Regions from separate parts of the Oncorhynchus mykiss genome. Here region 1 is linked to region 2. The links are chromatin contacts, called in public Hi-C maps. All regions are on one chromosome and are shown on one strand. Each heading gives the region's core, a stretch centred on a gene start, on an enhancer-like site or on the middle of the called end of the contact. The rest is flanking DNA. Distances are from core to core; before and after follow the strand shown.

Region 1 (7,613 bases), core at 415-2,914, 96 kb before region 2:
TGCGACCTGGATGCTCTAGTCGGCCCTCGCTACATATTCGTCGCCAGACCCACTGGCTCCAGGTCATCTATAAGTCTATGCTAGGTAAAGCTCCGTCTTATCTCAGCTCACTGGTCACGATAACAACACCCACCCGTAGCATACGCTCCAGCAGGTATATCTCACTGGTCATCCCCAAAGCCAACACCTCCTTTGGCCACCTTTCCTTACAGTTCTCTGCTGCCAGTGACTGGAACTAATTGCAAAAATCGCTGAAGCTGGAGACTTATATTTCCCTCACTAACTTTAAACATCAGCTATCTGAGCAGCTAACTGATCGCTGCAGCTGTACATAGCCCATCTGTAAATAGCCCACCCAATCACCATATTGTTTTTATTTACTTTTCTGCTCTTTTGCACACCAGTATCTCTACTTGCACATCATCATCTGCTCATTTATCACTCCAGTGTTAATCTGCTAAATTGTAATTACTTCGCTACTATGGCCCATTTATTGCCTACCTCCTCACGCCATTTGCACACACTGTATATAGACTTTTTTTTTTCCTATTGTGTTATTGACTGTATGCTTGTTTATTCCATGTGTAACTCTGTGTTGCTGTTTATGTCGCACTGCTTTGCTTTATCTTGGCCAGGTCGCAGTTGTAAATGAGAACTTGTTCTCAACTAGCTTACCTGGTTAAATAAAGGTGAAATAAAAAAAAATACTGGCATTAGCAGGAACACCTGATTGCAATCCAGACTGGGTACATGATCTTAACCATTCATGTGCAGATGGCACTGTTTTTGGCTTGAAAACGTGATTTAATTGTTATGTACTGTCAACAACTACAATGCATTAGACATTTACAAGCATAATTATAATCATTTATAGTAGCTACTCACTGCACGACGCTTTGTCTTAGCACATTCCGCACTTGATTTTTGTTGATTGATGGGTTCCAGTCTTGAGTGTTCAAATGAGTAGAGACGAAGTTGTCAACTTTCTGTCGTAGATTCTGGTAGGCAGGCTGATGACAACAATGACAGAAGCACGTCATTTACGTTACCCATTGATCAATAGCCGGAACATTACCAACAGCTGGCTAGCTAGTTAGCTAAGCTAAAAACAACAACGTGGGACAAATAAAGCGGAAACTATTTGCTAGCTAACGTTAAATAGCAGGCTTAAATGAACGTTGATAGCTAGTCAGAAAAAGTTGAACGCTAGATTAGCTACCTTTGTATCCACATCTGCCAGGCAGTCTCTGCGGAACTCGTCGAACAGGCCTCGGTTCTTGAGATGTTCCACGATGAGCCCGATGAGCTGCGGATCTCCGGGGGGAAGATTCACTGCGTTACCGACACCCTCCGCCATACCGGTGTTTGTTGAAATTCAGCCCGTCAATTAGTTTTGTACATATAGAAGTGTAGCAGTATCGAAATAATTTCAAGAAATTACACAAAATAACTGCTGGTGGCTCTAAAACCTAGCTACATTATTTAGCAGTGTACACAAGTACCAACATGCTATGCAATAGGAAGTCTCTTACGTTGGGTGCGTTCGTAAATTAATCAGTTATTCTGCTCGTTGCAGACTCAGACGGGAGTGATCGGAGTAGATGGCCAGAGCGAATCTACGAACGTGCCCATTGCGTCTTCTTCTTTAACATTCTATGTTACGAGCATGATGGTAGACTACACATATTGGTGTATTTCCGCCACCTACTGTACGGGTTATTAAAACATTTATTACATTGCGGGAAGAGGCACATTGTATATTGGGATATGTAGTATTTACTTAGCTAGTTTTACATTTAGTTTTGGTTTACAGAGGGAATGAACTGTAATATTTCATGGTTACACACCGTTCTACCTAATAACGCCCAAATATGCTAATGACAGTGAGTATGACCAGATAATTTGCATGATCATTTTTGAGGAAACAGGTGATATAGAGTACCACAGTATGAGTCATAATACCCATAACACCTAGCAGTCAAACAGGGAAATTGTTCCAATCGTTTTTTCACCATTCATTTTTCCCATATGAGATTTTAGAAACACTTTTGTGTAGGTTACCCTGGTGTGACGTTTTGATAACCGTGTAAATCTCTCTAGGACAAGGTGACGTTTATCAATATTGGGTTCTTCAGAGGGTGGTGGGGTCTGCCTAACGCATCACCGGGGGCACACTACATGGCCTCCAGGACATCTACAGCACCCGGTGTCACAGGAAGGCCAAGAAGATCATCAAGGACCTCAGCCACCCAAACCACAGCCTATTCACCCCGCTACCACCCAGAAGGCGGGTGGTGTCGCTCTTGCTGCTGGTGATTTTCTGATCCACCTCGACACAGACATCAACATTCTGTATACATCTGGCCCTTCTTTGGACACTGTGTTAACTAACCTCCAGACGAGCTTCAATGCCAAGTAAAACTTGCTTTAAATGCAAGTAAAACTAAATGCATGCTCTTCAACCGATCGCTGCCCACACCTGCCCGCCCGTCCAGCATCACTACTCTGGACGGTTCAGACTTAGAATATGTGGACAACTACAAATACCTAGGTGTCGGGTTAGACTGTAAACTCTCCTTCCAGACTCACATCAAGCATCTCCAATCCAAAAATTACATCTAGAATCGGCTTCCTATTTCGCAACAAAGCATCCTTCACTCATGCTGCCAAACATACCCTCGTAAAACTGACTATCCTACCTACAAAATAGCCTCCAACACTCTACTCAGCAAATTGGATGCAGTCTATCACAGTGCCATCCGTTTTGTCACCAAAGCCCCATATACTACCCACCACTGCGACCTGTATGCTCTCGTTGGTTGGCCTTCGCTTCATATTCGTCGCCAGACCCACTGGCTCCAGGTCATCTATAAGTCTTTGCTAGGTAAAGCCCCGCCTTATCTCAGCTCACTGGTCACCATAGCAGCACCCACCCGTAGCACGCACTCCAGCAGGTATATTTCACTGGTCACCCCCAAAGCCAATTCCTCCTTTGGCTGCCTTTCCTTACAGTTCTCTGATACCAATGACTGGAACGAACTGCAAAAATCACTGAAGCTGGAGACTCATATCACCCTTACTAACTTTAAGCACCAGCTGTCAGAGCAGCTCACAGATCACTGCACCTGAACATAGCCCATCCAACTACCTCATCCCCATACTGTTATTAATTGTATTTATTTTGCTCCTTTGCACCCCAGTATCTCTACTTGCACACTCATTTTCTGCACATCTATCACTCCAGTGTTTAATTGCTATATTGTACTTATTTCACAACCATGGCTTATTTATTGCCTTATCTTCCTTATCCTACCTCATTTGCACACACTGTATATAGACTTTTTCTATTGTATTATTGACTGTATGTTTGCTTATTCCATGTGTAACTCTGTGTTGTTGTTTGTGTCTCACTACTTTGCTTTATTTTGGACAGGTCGCAGTTGTAAATGAGAACTTGTTCTCAACTTGCCTACCTGGTTAATAAAGGTTAAATAAAAAAATATATGTACAAAAAAAGGTGAGGTCGTCACTTTAGAGGCTTCTGCCCTATGTACATAGTCATGGAATACTGGTCACTTTAACAATGTTTACATACTGTTTTACCCATGTTATATGTGTATACTGTATTCTAGTCAAGGCCTATCCTTTTTAACTGTTGCTGCACGTGTTCTATTATTCAGGTATACTACATATTGTATTCATATAGTGTCCATATTGTATATACATCCCATCACATATACAGTGCCAGTCAAAAGTTTGGACACACCTAATCATTCAATGGTTTTTCTTTATTTTGACTATTTTCTACATTGCACTTTGCACATTCTCAATTATGTCTGACTCATATTGTCAGACAGCATTTTCTGTTTATTTGAATATTAATTCCAAATGCCTCTTTTAAAAACCATTGAGGCAATTGTTGTTTGGAAAACTATTGGCCAAGTTGATGATTTATAAAGAACTTGACCGTGAATGTGTTTGCAAGGCCTAGTTGTAAAATAAACTACAGAGACATGATTTGGCCTTGCAATTATTTTCTCTAATAAATGTAGTTATTGTAAAGTGTGGGTGTGGTCTTTAATTATGAAGTCAACTGTAGTCTCAATTTCCAGGAGGAGCTGGTTGCCAGGCAACTAGGGAGAGGAACCATGGTGACCCTGAGGGAGGGAGGGGGGAGGGGACAAGAGGACCTGATGAGGAGGGCCGTGACAAGTATATCAAATGTATTGTAGCATTGGGTCTATTTAAGTACACAATGTCCTTGTAGGCCTTGCCCCAACTCATGCTTTCTGTCATCTGGGGCGACGAGGCAAATGGCCCAGGTACGCAAGGATAATACCAGCCAGTCAGCCCTTCCCCCGTCAAGAGGTCAAAATGCCCCTCTCTCTCTCACACACAGTTCCCAGAGGACTGACTGCTAAAATGCATGTGTGTTAGAGTAATATTATGGCATCCATGTTTGGTATCTATCTGAAACGTTTTCCCTGCAGAGAACGTCGATGCCATCTATATGGATGTATGATCTCTGTGGTAACTTGTATCCATTCAGAGTGAACTCTAAACTACTGTAAGCAAGAGAGTTGATTGTCTTTTCAGGAATTCTACCTTATCTGTGTTTCTCTCTCCAACCCTCCAATCGTGACATCTCTGGGGACCAGATTCTGCTGGTCCTGTAGGTCTGAGGCTGAGTTACACTAATGCTATTGTTCAAAAACTCCAAACAGTCAGCGCAGATGATGCTGAGTACCATTTTGCACAATGACGCTGTCGGTGTGATCAAGGTGTTAGGATATGTATGCCTAGAATAATGCCTGGTTAATGCCAGTAATGCCTTGTAACATATCATTTCGCCTTGTATTATGGAACTTGTTCATCTTACAATGTTAATTAAATACTTGCTTTGAAATTCGTTCTCATTACTATTTCTTGATCTTAGTCAGGTACTCATAATACTTGATTGCACATTGTTTTACCATAATATTAAAAGTATTAAGTCAGATTTATTTTTATGTAGATTGTTAAATAGTATTTAGCCCTATAGCCTTCTATGTATTGTGGCTGGAGCCTGAAGGCCTGGTTAATTTGACTCTCATTGGAAGATGAAAAATGCAAATAGGCCAAATGTGAATTGACAACCCTTCTGCAATTGTCAATGTGTTTGGAGAGGTAGAGGCCAACCAGATGATCTCAAACTTCTTTTTCAGACACTTCTTTACGGCATTGTCTTTTTCACTTGCAGTTATGCATATTAATCCATTGAATTAATTTCACAAAGTACCCTCGGGATGGTTCAAGCAAAGTAATTTAATCTCAATAAAGGTTCAATTTAATATGAAAAAGTAATTTCATCTTCCAGATTTAGGCCACAAGGTGGTGACATAACATCAATATGTGTCAGAGTTAAAGCAGAGGTTTAATTATGCAATACCCTCTAATTTATTCTCCATTTGTAGTTGACAGTTTTCGACATGTGCAGCGGCATATGTATCTTTGATCTTTAGAATAAGATATTCTGTAATGGCCACCAAATAACAAAAACAAAGCACTCCGGCAGAAACACATACGCACGCCCACACACACAATTCTTAATGGAACTAGTCCAATGCATAACTCTGCCAATTTATCAGAATCAGGCAGGCCTGGTGTCATGTAATCAGGGGTGCACTGGGACAAGAATTCGGCCCTGGTATTTTATCCACACCAGCCTACATCACTGCGCACGGTGTCAACTCAACCCACACATACAACTCAGACCCTACACCCTAGTTAGACACAGGCAGTAGTGCTGATACATAACATTGGCAGTACAGTACAGTACAGCGTTTTTCAACCATTTCTTTACCAGTGACTGGTGAGACATGGTCCTCCTCATCTTTTTTAAGCAGCGCATGTTTAAAACAAATGCAATATGTAAAAGCACCACTGGCAATACAACTCATAAATAACAGTTGTAGGATCTTAATTTAAGACAGTTTGGTCAAGCAGGAACATTTTATTTGATATAATCTTTAACTAGGCATGTCAGTTAAGAACAAATTCTTATTTATGACGGCCTAGCCCGGCCAAACCCTAATGACACTGGGCCAATTGTACGCCGCCCTATGGGCCTCCCAATCACGACAGGTTATATGATACAGCCTGGAATCTAACCAGTCACAACAGGAAATGTGAATTGTTATGTGGATTATAATTAATGGACATTTTTGTAGGGGTTGATACATTTTTCACAAGGGAAAATCAAGTCTGAAATTTCAAAGTGGAAATTACAAACTTCTGAAGCCTTTTTAAACCTCAAATTCTCTACATTATCCTGCAACAGGGTGCTCAGAATAATGTTTTATCCTCCTATGTCTGATTGAAAATGGGCTAATGAAATGTCCATCGCCCAAATGATTTTACCTGTTCAAGCGCTGAAAATGATTGTGCTTCTTCACATGAAGGTGACATATCTGAGCATACATTTGCACCACATTCAGTAGTAGGCTATGCAAGCCATGGAAAGGCAAACATCCACATATTTAATCCAAGTTGCTATTTCCAAAGCACATCTTTGATATTTGTGTAAAAAGAAAAAATGCTGCATAGAAAATCCAGAGCTCCAATCATAAAACCTATTCTGGAAGATAAAAACGTAAACCAATCTTTGAGAAAAGTTATTTTATTCATTTAACAGAAAATCCAAGTTGCACATGCTCAATACCCCTGCCTGCCCTGTTTGTTATTATGGACGATGCGAAGGGTGCAGATTGGGTCGTCAGCGGTGGTCCCTTGGAGTCCAGACCCAAAGTGGTGAGAGTGTTGGTCTGTGATCCACTCAAAACTATCAATACATACATTGTGAATCAAAATTATGATATTGCAAGAAAATATTGCAATTCCACATAACCATACCACAAGGTAGAGCTACTTTAGCTGCTTCATCATGACGAAAGAACTATAGTAACTGAAACTAAAGTTAGACAGATAGCCAGCCAAGTTGCTAACATATAAACTCACCCCATTCCGTGCAAATGTGCATAACCGCGACATTCAAATGAGGCTTCAAAGAAAACTAATTGGACTGTGTTGACTTCAAAATCGGGGGTGTGAACTGGGTTTCTATTCAAGCGTTGATCGACATGGCTCTATAGTATTGGAGAAAAGTTGAAAAAACGGACCATCCATTACATCGTGGCGTGTCATGTCGTAACGTACAGCACGCATAAAGCTACTATTTCTGTTTTACAATCTCTCTCCACCAGGTGTAGCACTTCTCTCATCGCTTAAAAACAAGAAATGGACAGTGACGGGGGTAAGGGGGATTACCTAGTCATTTTTTTCGTCATCATTGCATGCGATCATCATTCTCAAAGCCTGTTTTACATCTAAGACCACTTTAGCACCGCCCCAAAAACCCGATTCAAATTCTCGACACAAACTTTCAAATAGGTATGTAGTGACACATTATATAAACTCTTTATAGTGTTTTATTTTCATTTTAGAGGTGATGGACAGGTCTAGTGAAAAAAAGCAATTTTCCCACATGACAACTGTCCTTCTCATTAGCACGCATTAGTTTCGCTTCCCCACCCGCCATTTTTAAAAAGACCATTGAGGGCTCATTGCCTGCTTGA
Region 2 (7,640 bases), core at 727-3,226:
GGAAAATGTATATTCTTGAACTTGCCAACTAGCTCCTATTATAATCCTTAGCATGCATGATAAAAAAAAAGAAGTACATGAATTAGCTATTGAAATGAATTGTTGTAGTGCACCAGATGTTTCACAACTTTTAATTTATTAAGGACACCCCCACACCTCACTCCCCTCCCATGTGTTCATCTCTTTGCCTTCCCCATACTCAGACCTCTGCAGGATGCACAGAAAAATATACAAGAAAATAAGAAAATGAAAAAAACTCTAAAATATATTTTAGCAGTGCAAGACTTGAGCATCTTTTAGGACACTGTTAAAAAGACTTGATAACTCATCTCCACTGTCTGTTGAGGCAAATCAACCTAGTTGGAGGAAGGGGAACATTAAGACTTGAATGTGGTAAATGTTGCAAGTTAACTTCGAGTTGTTATGTGCAATACTTTTTTTGAACTTTTTTCCAGAATAAGACTTTGCAATGTAATTCTTTAATGCCGTTTTTAATTGCAGACATTTAAAGAAGATGTTAATATGTTTTTCACAGTCATTTTCTACTGTTATTGTAATCCTTTTCATGCTGGTGTTTGTAAAAAAGAAAAGAAAAAGAAATCAAACTATTTGTACTAATATAAATAATTGAAGTTATTTTTTAAAACATTTAAAGGTTTTGTGCTCATTTGCTTAATTTGTTTATTTCAAGCTACTGTGATTGGTTGCATTGTAATTATTAGGTCAATAATGTATTTAGCTGTTTATTGGTATATTTTTAATTGGAATGTATAATTTTTTATAATTTTGATCAGATTTTTGTTATATTTTTGAGGTGAAGCTTTTAATATGTTAGTGTCTAGTTTTTACTAATTGCTATATTGTGCTCCACAATATATGGTTCACATTTTCTGAAGGAAATAAATATTTAAATATTGGTCTGTTAATGATGTTACTTAATGGCAAAATGTCAATAGTTTTTAACTGTGTATGGGAAGGTTGTATTTATTAATATTTTTTTTTTTACTTAAGATATCACCATAATTTTTATTGTCATTTCACTTTATAAGTTACTATTTTTGTATTTTCCTTTCAAATTAAGTTATGTAATACAAAATGTCCATATTTCTAGGAGTTGGTCTGTAAAAGTGCTAGTGAAATGAAAAAGAGATCTAATGTTATTTAATTGTTTGCAGCCAACTATTTATAACAGTATGCATAACTTTTAAATATTTGTAATGTGAAATGTTGAATGAATAAAACTTAACTGTGACAATAAGGCCCATTTGTGTTTTTCTTTGTGTGGACTGTTAAGTGTATTGCGTTTTCTGTAGATGTTCATTGGTTGCTGCTTTCATAAAGCTAGGCAGCGGCCATTGCTGGGCCCTGGCTGATAAAACCTCCGAATGAATTCAGATATCTTTACTGCATACAAGAAAATAAGGTCGCAACGAGTTATGAACGCTATGCTGTGTGTGAGCGAGAGGGGGTGTTAAAATGGCGACCACCAGCAGCTTTTGCAAATGTCAGTATCAGATTAACCATTCATATTTTATGAGCAGTTATTTTGCAACCATTATTTCCTTTTCCAGGCTAAGAAGTCAGTGTGTTTGTATGCCAGTCTTTACTGGATCCTTTCAAAGAATGTCACTATAATGCTACTCGTTCCATGGAGGGCCGGGTGTCTGCAGGTTTTTGTTCCTCCCTTGTACTCGATTGATGAATTCAGGTCATTTAGTAAGGAACTCCCCTTACCTGGTTGTCTAGGTCATAATTGAGAGGAAAAAATTAAAACCAGCAGACATGAGGCCCTCCATGGAATGAGTTTGACGCCCCTGCTTTATACAAACCGGAGCTGATGAAACCAGTCATTCAAAATAGATGTACCATCACACATGCCAGGGTATTGATAATCCTGCAGAAATGTCCTGGGATAAAGAATGTCATTAATGTCAGTCTACAAACATACTGTAAGTGATCATATTCATCAGACTCATCAGCTCCACCTGCCTGCTGACTGGTACATTACCAATATAAAGCACCACTCAGAATTCACTCTAATGTACTGCAGTCTTCTGTGTCAAACCTGAAAGAAAACCATTAGCTCACTAACTTTTGGACCTTATGTACCGTAGGTAGCAGCACTCACATTCCCTGAGTAAGTGTAAAGCCATACAATTTTCCTTCAATGTAGGCAAAATCATGAATTACCTTGCTATCATCAAAACCGGTAATGCAAGAGAAAAATTGTAGGTCCCTGGGGCTGTGCGGTGCATTTGAGAAAACCTTTCCTCATGAGGCAGCATCAAAAACAGTAGTTGGGCTCCAGTCAATATGGTCCCCAACCCTGTTCTCGGATGGCATTGCATGGATATACCACTGCAGGAAGTGTACATATACTGAACAAAAATATAAACACAACATGTAAAGTGTTGGTCACATGTTTCATGAGCTGAAATAAAAGATCCCAGAAATGTTCCATATGCACAATAAGCTTATTTCTCTCAAATTTTGGGCACACATTTGTTTATGTCCCTGCAAGCGAGCATTTCTCCTTTGCCAAGATAATCCATCCACCTGACATGTGTGGCATATCAAGAAGCTGATTAAACAGCATGATCATTAACCAGGTGCACCTTGTGCTAGGAACAATAAAAGGCCAATCTGAAATGTGCAGTTTTGTCACACAACACGATGCCACAGATGTCTCAAGTTTTGAGGGAATGTGCAATTGGCCTGCTGACTGCAGGACTGTCCACCAGAGCTGTTGCCAGAGAATTGAATGTAATTTCTCTACCATAAGCCGCCTCCAACGTCAATTTAGATAATTTGTCAGTACGTCCAACCGGCCTCACAACCACAGACCACGTGTAACCATGCCAGCCCAGGTCCTCCACATCTGGCTTCTTCACTTGCGGGATAGTCTTAGACCAGCCACCTGGACAGCTGACAAAACTGAGAACTATTTATGTCTGTAATAAAGCCCTTTTGTGAGGAAAAACTCATTTTGATTGGCTGGGCCTGGCTCCCAAGTGGGTGGGCCGATGCCCTCCCAGGCCCACCCAAGGTTGCACCCCTGCCCAGTCGTGAAATCCATAGATTAGGGCCTAATATTGTTTTTTCAATTGACTGATTTCCTTATATTAACTGTTGCTCAGTCAAATCTTTGAAATTGTTGCATGTTGCATTCATATTTTTGTTCAGTATAGAATAATAGTGACAAAAAACTTGGATGAAAGATCCAGATGACATCACGCCTGTCTCTCTGACAGTGGAGACAAAGGTTCTGCTGAGCCAATCCATTCTGCGACCGGGTGCCTGCCTCTCTCTCTTTCTCTCTCTGCCTCTGTAGCAGCCAGCAACCAGGTCACAGAGACATGGACCCCTCATTAAGCACAGCTAGGCCGTGGTGTCTGGTAAGACTCATAGCAAGGAAAAGCCTCTGCCCCGGACATATCGTCCCTTAGGTAGTACATTTATAAGAATGAGTACTCTAGGACAAGAATTTGAAATCTCCTTAGATTATTGTTATTGAACACTGTTTTGGTCCTATGTGCCTAATGGTCCTATGTGCCCTGTTCAAAAGTAGTGCACTGTAGTGCCCTTGAAACAAAGAATGTAACGTTGTGACTTCTGTTTCATGAAGGAGGGAAACGAGGTACATCATACTATGGGGAGTCGCACTCTCGCGACTTCGGTTGAAGGATCCTAAATCACGCCTGACAAAGCCAATGTGCCTCGATGGAAGAACCGCCTTCCACAGGTGATAAGCGTGAGGCTTGGATTCATTCCTTCAATTGAATAATGCTCTTCACCAAGCCCAGGAACGGGCGATGCGGGGCCAAACAGGTGTTGTATCTCCTTTCCCTCCTTCAGGGAACAGTAGTTATAGTCGGAACATTACGTTTCCTTTTAAGTCAGTCAACTTCGGTAAAGCGTACTATGGGGAAATATAATCAGGCCCCAATGGCCCATGGCAGACAACCCAGACCTGACACCACCAGATGTGACAGTCTGGGTATTGAGCACACCTAAGTGACTGCCTAAGTGACTTTCACCTGTCCTTACCGTAAGCAAAAGTGTGTGGTGATGCCCGACTCACCGCAGCACAAATATCTCCAAATAACCCTTTAAACAACACCCAAGATGCCGGTGGAGTGGGCGCTTACTCGTCTAGGTAACCCCTGCTCCTTGCTGCTATATGCCATGGGAAATATGCTACAATCATATCATATCATATCAAAATCAAATCAAATTGTATTTGTCACATGCACCGAATACAACAGGTATTTCACCTTACAGTGAAATGCTTACGTACCAGCCCTTAACCAACCAACAATGCAGTTTTAAGAAAATACCTAAAAAAAAGTAACAAATAAAAGTAACAAATAATTAAAGAGCAGCAATAAAATAACAATAGCGAGGCTATATACAGGGAGTACTGGTACAGAGTCAATGTGCGGGGGCACCGGTGTTGAGGTAATTGAGGTAATATGTACATGTAGGTAGAGTTATTAAAGTGACTATGCATAGATAATAGAGCAAATAGTCTGGGTAGCCATTTGATTAGAATTTCAGGAGTTTTATGGCTTGGAGTAGAAACTGTTTTAGAAGCCTCTTGGACCTATACTTGGCGCTCCGGTACCGCTTGCGGTAGCAGAGAGAACAGTCTATGACTAGGGTGGCTGGAGTCTTTGACAATTTTTAGGGCCTTCCTCTGACACTGCCTGGTATAGAGGTCCTGGATGGCAGGAAGCTTGGCCCCTGTGGTGTACTGGGCCGTACGCACTACCCCTGTAGTGCCTTGCGGTCAGAGGCCGAGCAGTTGCCATACCAGGAACCCAGGAACCCGTCAGTGAGAGAGACAATGCTTAGAGAACACCATGCACTGCCCGAAGTGAGAGTAAATGTGCTCTGCTCCACAGCAACAGGAAGCCAAGGTGAGGAGGGGTAGGAACCGAGTTCCCCCTGCCTGTTGATGTATGCCACCGTTGTCATGTTGTCGGATCTGACCTTTTATTTTTATTTCACCTTTATTTAACCAGGTAGGCTAGTTGAGAACAAGTTCTCATTTACAACTGCGACCTGGCCAAGATAAAGCATAGTATGAGCAGACAACACAGAGTTACACATGGAGTAAACAATTAACAAGTCAATAACACAGTAGAAAACAGGCCCGTGCCACCTGCACATCATGGCCCGGCAAACGCGGGACTAGGCGCCTAAATGCTAAGTACACAGTCAAAAGTTCCAGGTAATTCATATTCCAGGCACTCTGTGACACTGTCCATACTGCCCAAATTGAGTAACCATCGCACAGCGTGCCCCACCATTGGGGGGACGCATCTGACATGACCACCTTGCGAGACAACACCTGGCCCATAGGAGCCCCTTGTGACAGCAACCGGGGATCCCTCCACTGGGCCAGTACCCAAAGGAATGTCGGGGACACCGGAATCGACCAGTTTAGGTGGCAAGATGCATCCAAGCTCATTGCTAGTACCCACTGCTGGAATGGCCGCGTCAATAATAGTCCCAGGGGAATGACCACTATCATAGAAGCTACTATCCCCAGTAGGAGCAGTAACTGGCAAAAACGTACTGTGAGCCCCAACCGAAAATGGGCCAAGCAGAGCTGGAACCCGAACATCTTCCCGTGACTCTGTTGCTATCAGCCAATTGTCCAGATAGTCCTATACCCTCAGCCCCTAGCTCCTTGTGGGTGCCAGAGCTACCTCCACCACCTTTGAAAAGATGGAGACGAGAAGCTCGTAGGCTTGCCTCTTTATGGAATCTCAGGAACTTTCTGTGACTTAGGTACATGGGCACATGAAAGTTTGCATCCTTTAGGTCAATGGTGGTGAACCAACGCACGGACTGGAACAGTCACTGATTTGTGAGCATCTTGAATTAGTAAACTCTGATGTTTGTTCAGGGCATGTATGTCTAGAATGGGGCGTAACCCCCTGTCCCTTTTCGGTTCCAGGAAATTCCTCCCTTAATACTGGTGCTGAGGCCAGGAGAACAGTCAACGTCTTGACGCCGCAGAAAAATAGGGTGCGTACAACAATTTGTACCCCATTGTTATGGTTTGCATTACCCAGGGCAACACTGTGCATGCGAGCAGGCAATGAGTCTCCCGTAAAGGGCCATCTGAGGGGGCATGACGTCTGTCGTGGACTGGCAGAAATAGGTTATTTTTGTATCTTTAAAAAAAATCTCCACCACCTTGTATCTGAATGTGGAGGAGGGACATGCTTTACTGAACTCACATGAAAAATACACAACACTCTTGAAACCCGAAAACAATGGGGTTGAAACAATGTGTTTAGGTGCATACGTTTGCCTGAAGCCTGGTCCACTCTGGGTTTGGAGGCATCGTGACGTACCCCGATTGACCGTGCTGTTGTCACCACGGGTGTTTGGGGCAGATGGCAAGGGAAGACCTGACCCCGTGCCACCCGTATCCCTGAGCTAGGTGTGCGGGGGCTGTCTCCTTCCCAGTGAGGTTGCAGGTCCGACTCTCACCTTGGTCTGACTCTCACCGACAACAGGGACCGGGCAGCCACCCCCTCTGCACTATACACCTTCTCCAGCTGAGCAGCCGAAAAGCAACAGGGCTTGATAGGGAGTGTAGGATTCGCATTAGCAATGCCCTGGTGTGTGATCCAGCACTGGCCCTTTCATCCTTTCCAGAAGGGGGCGCACCCATGCAGCAACAGCTGAGCTGAATGTAGGTTGGACCAGGTTGTTGTCAATTCTTCGATGAAATCCAGAAACAGGGGTCGGTGGTGTTTGACTTTGGTCACCTCCAAACGCATAGCTACCCTGCAACGCAGTTCTATGAACGATGCATTGTAAACTATGTTTTCCCCTGCTACTCCCGTAGCGTGAGGAGGTGGCTGTCCCAGTCCTCTTCCTCATCCGAGAAACTCCTGGAGCCGTCCAGAGACACCAAGTTGTCATCCTAACCTGGGCTTTGTATGTAACCAACTGTCTCACTATCTCCCTTTCGGGATGCTAATTCCATCTGTTCCGACCACAGCCCCAAGTCTCTCTCCTCTTCTGGCACCTCAGTCCAAGCCGAGGTACCTGCATTCGGGAAAGGAAAGTCGCCATCGGTAACTCCAAGCTTCCTCAAGAATGCTACATGTCTTTCCAGGGAGTTTGTCCGCACGTACGTGGCAATGGTTCGAGCGAGGGCCACCTGAGCGTGTTCCAAGCCAAGACAAACTACACATAAATCGTGAGTATCTTTCATAGAAATACTATAACCGTATGACTGGGGTCAGGATCTCCACCACAAACTCGGCATAGCCACACGTTTCGGTTGCTTTCTTAGCCTTCTTACTCATTGTGCTAGCAAATTGTTTGTGATTAGGAAACTAATGAGAACAAGTACAAACTTCAGCACAAAACGTCCAGCAGGTGAGCAGGCTATAACACTATGCAACAGTTTAAACAGTCTCATTTTCCAATTGTTTGTTTTAGTAGCGTGAATCGTTCCCGTTCACACCGAGGTGAAGAGAGGAATGATTGAAGGAATTAAACCGAGCCTCATGCTTATCACCTGTGGACAGCAGGTTCCCAGGGTGGCGTGGATTTTATTGGCCCTGTCAGGCTTGATTGTTGAACCTTCAAGCGAAGTCGCGAGAGTGCTA

The links. Hi-C and Micro-C count contacts between places; a contact is called where the count stands out from the background.
Region 1: a contact with region 2 is called in a Hi-C map of liver, with 3 times the contacts expected there. The contact joins the promoter of LOC110538908 here to the enhancer-like site in region 2. A contact is called at or near these places in 2 of 3 Hi-C or Micro-C datasets (blood and liver).

The regions. Positions count from the first base shown.
Region 1 is chr12:54,247,770-54,255,382 of USDA_OmykA_1.1, reverse strand. It overlaps LOC110538908, which reads right to left and starts at 1,664. Exons shown (of 7, transcript XM_036939510.1): 1 at 1,220-1,664; 2 at 886-1,010. The coding sequence starts at 1,357.
Region 2 is chr12:54,152,402-54,160,041 of USDA_OmykA_1.1, reverse strand. It overlaps LOC110537780 (cytoplasmic polyadenylation element-binding protein 4), which reads left to right. Exons shown (of 11, transcript XM_036937794.1): 11 at 1-1,258. Among protein-coding and RNA genes, the nearest start is that of LOC110537779, 6.8 kb to the right of the region's middle. Within about 2 kb of position 1,976, at least 2 of the 11 cell types and tissues checked have an H3K27ac peak or open chromatin away from gene starts, as enhancers often do. A contact at or near this core is called in liver, where this site is marked.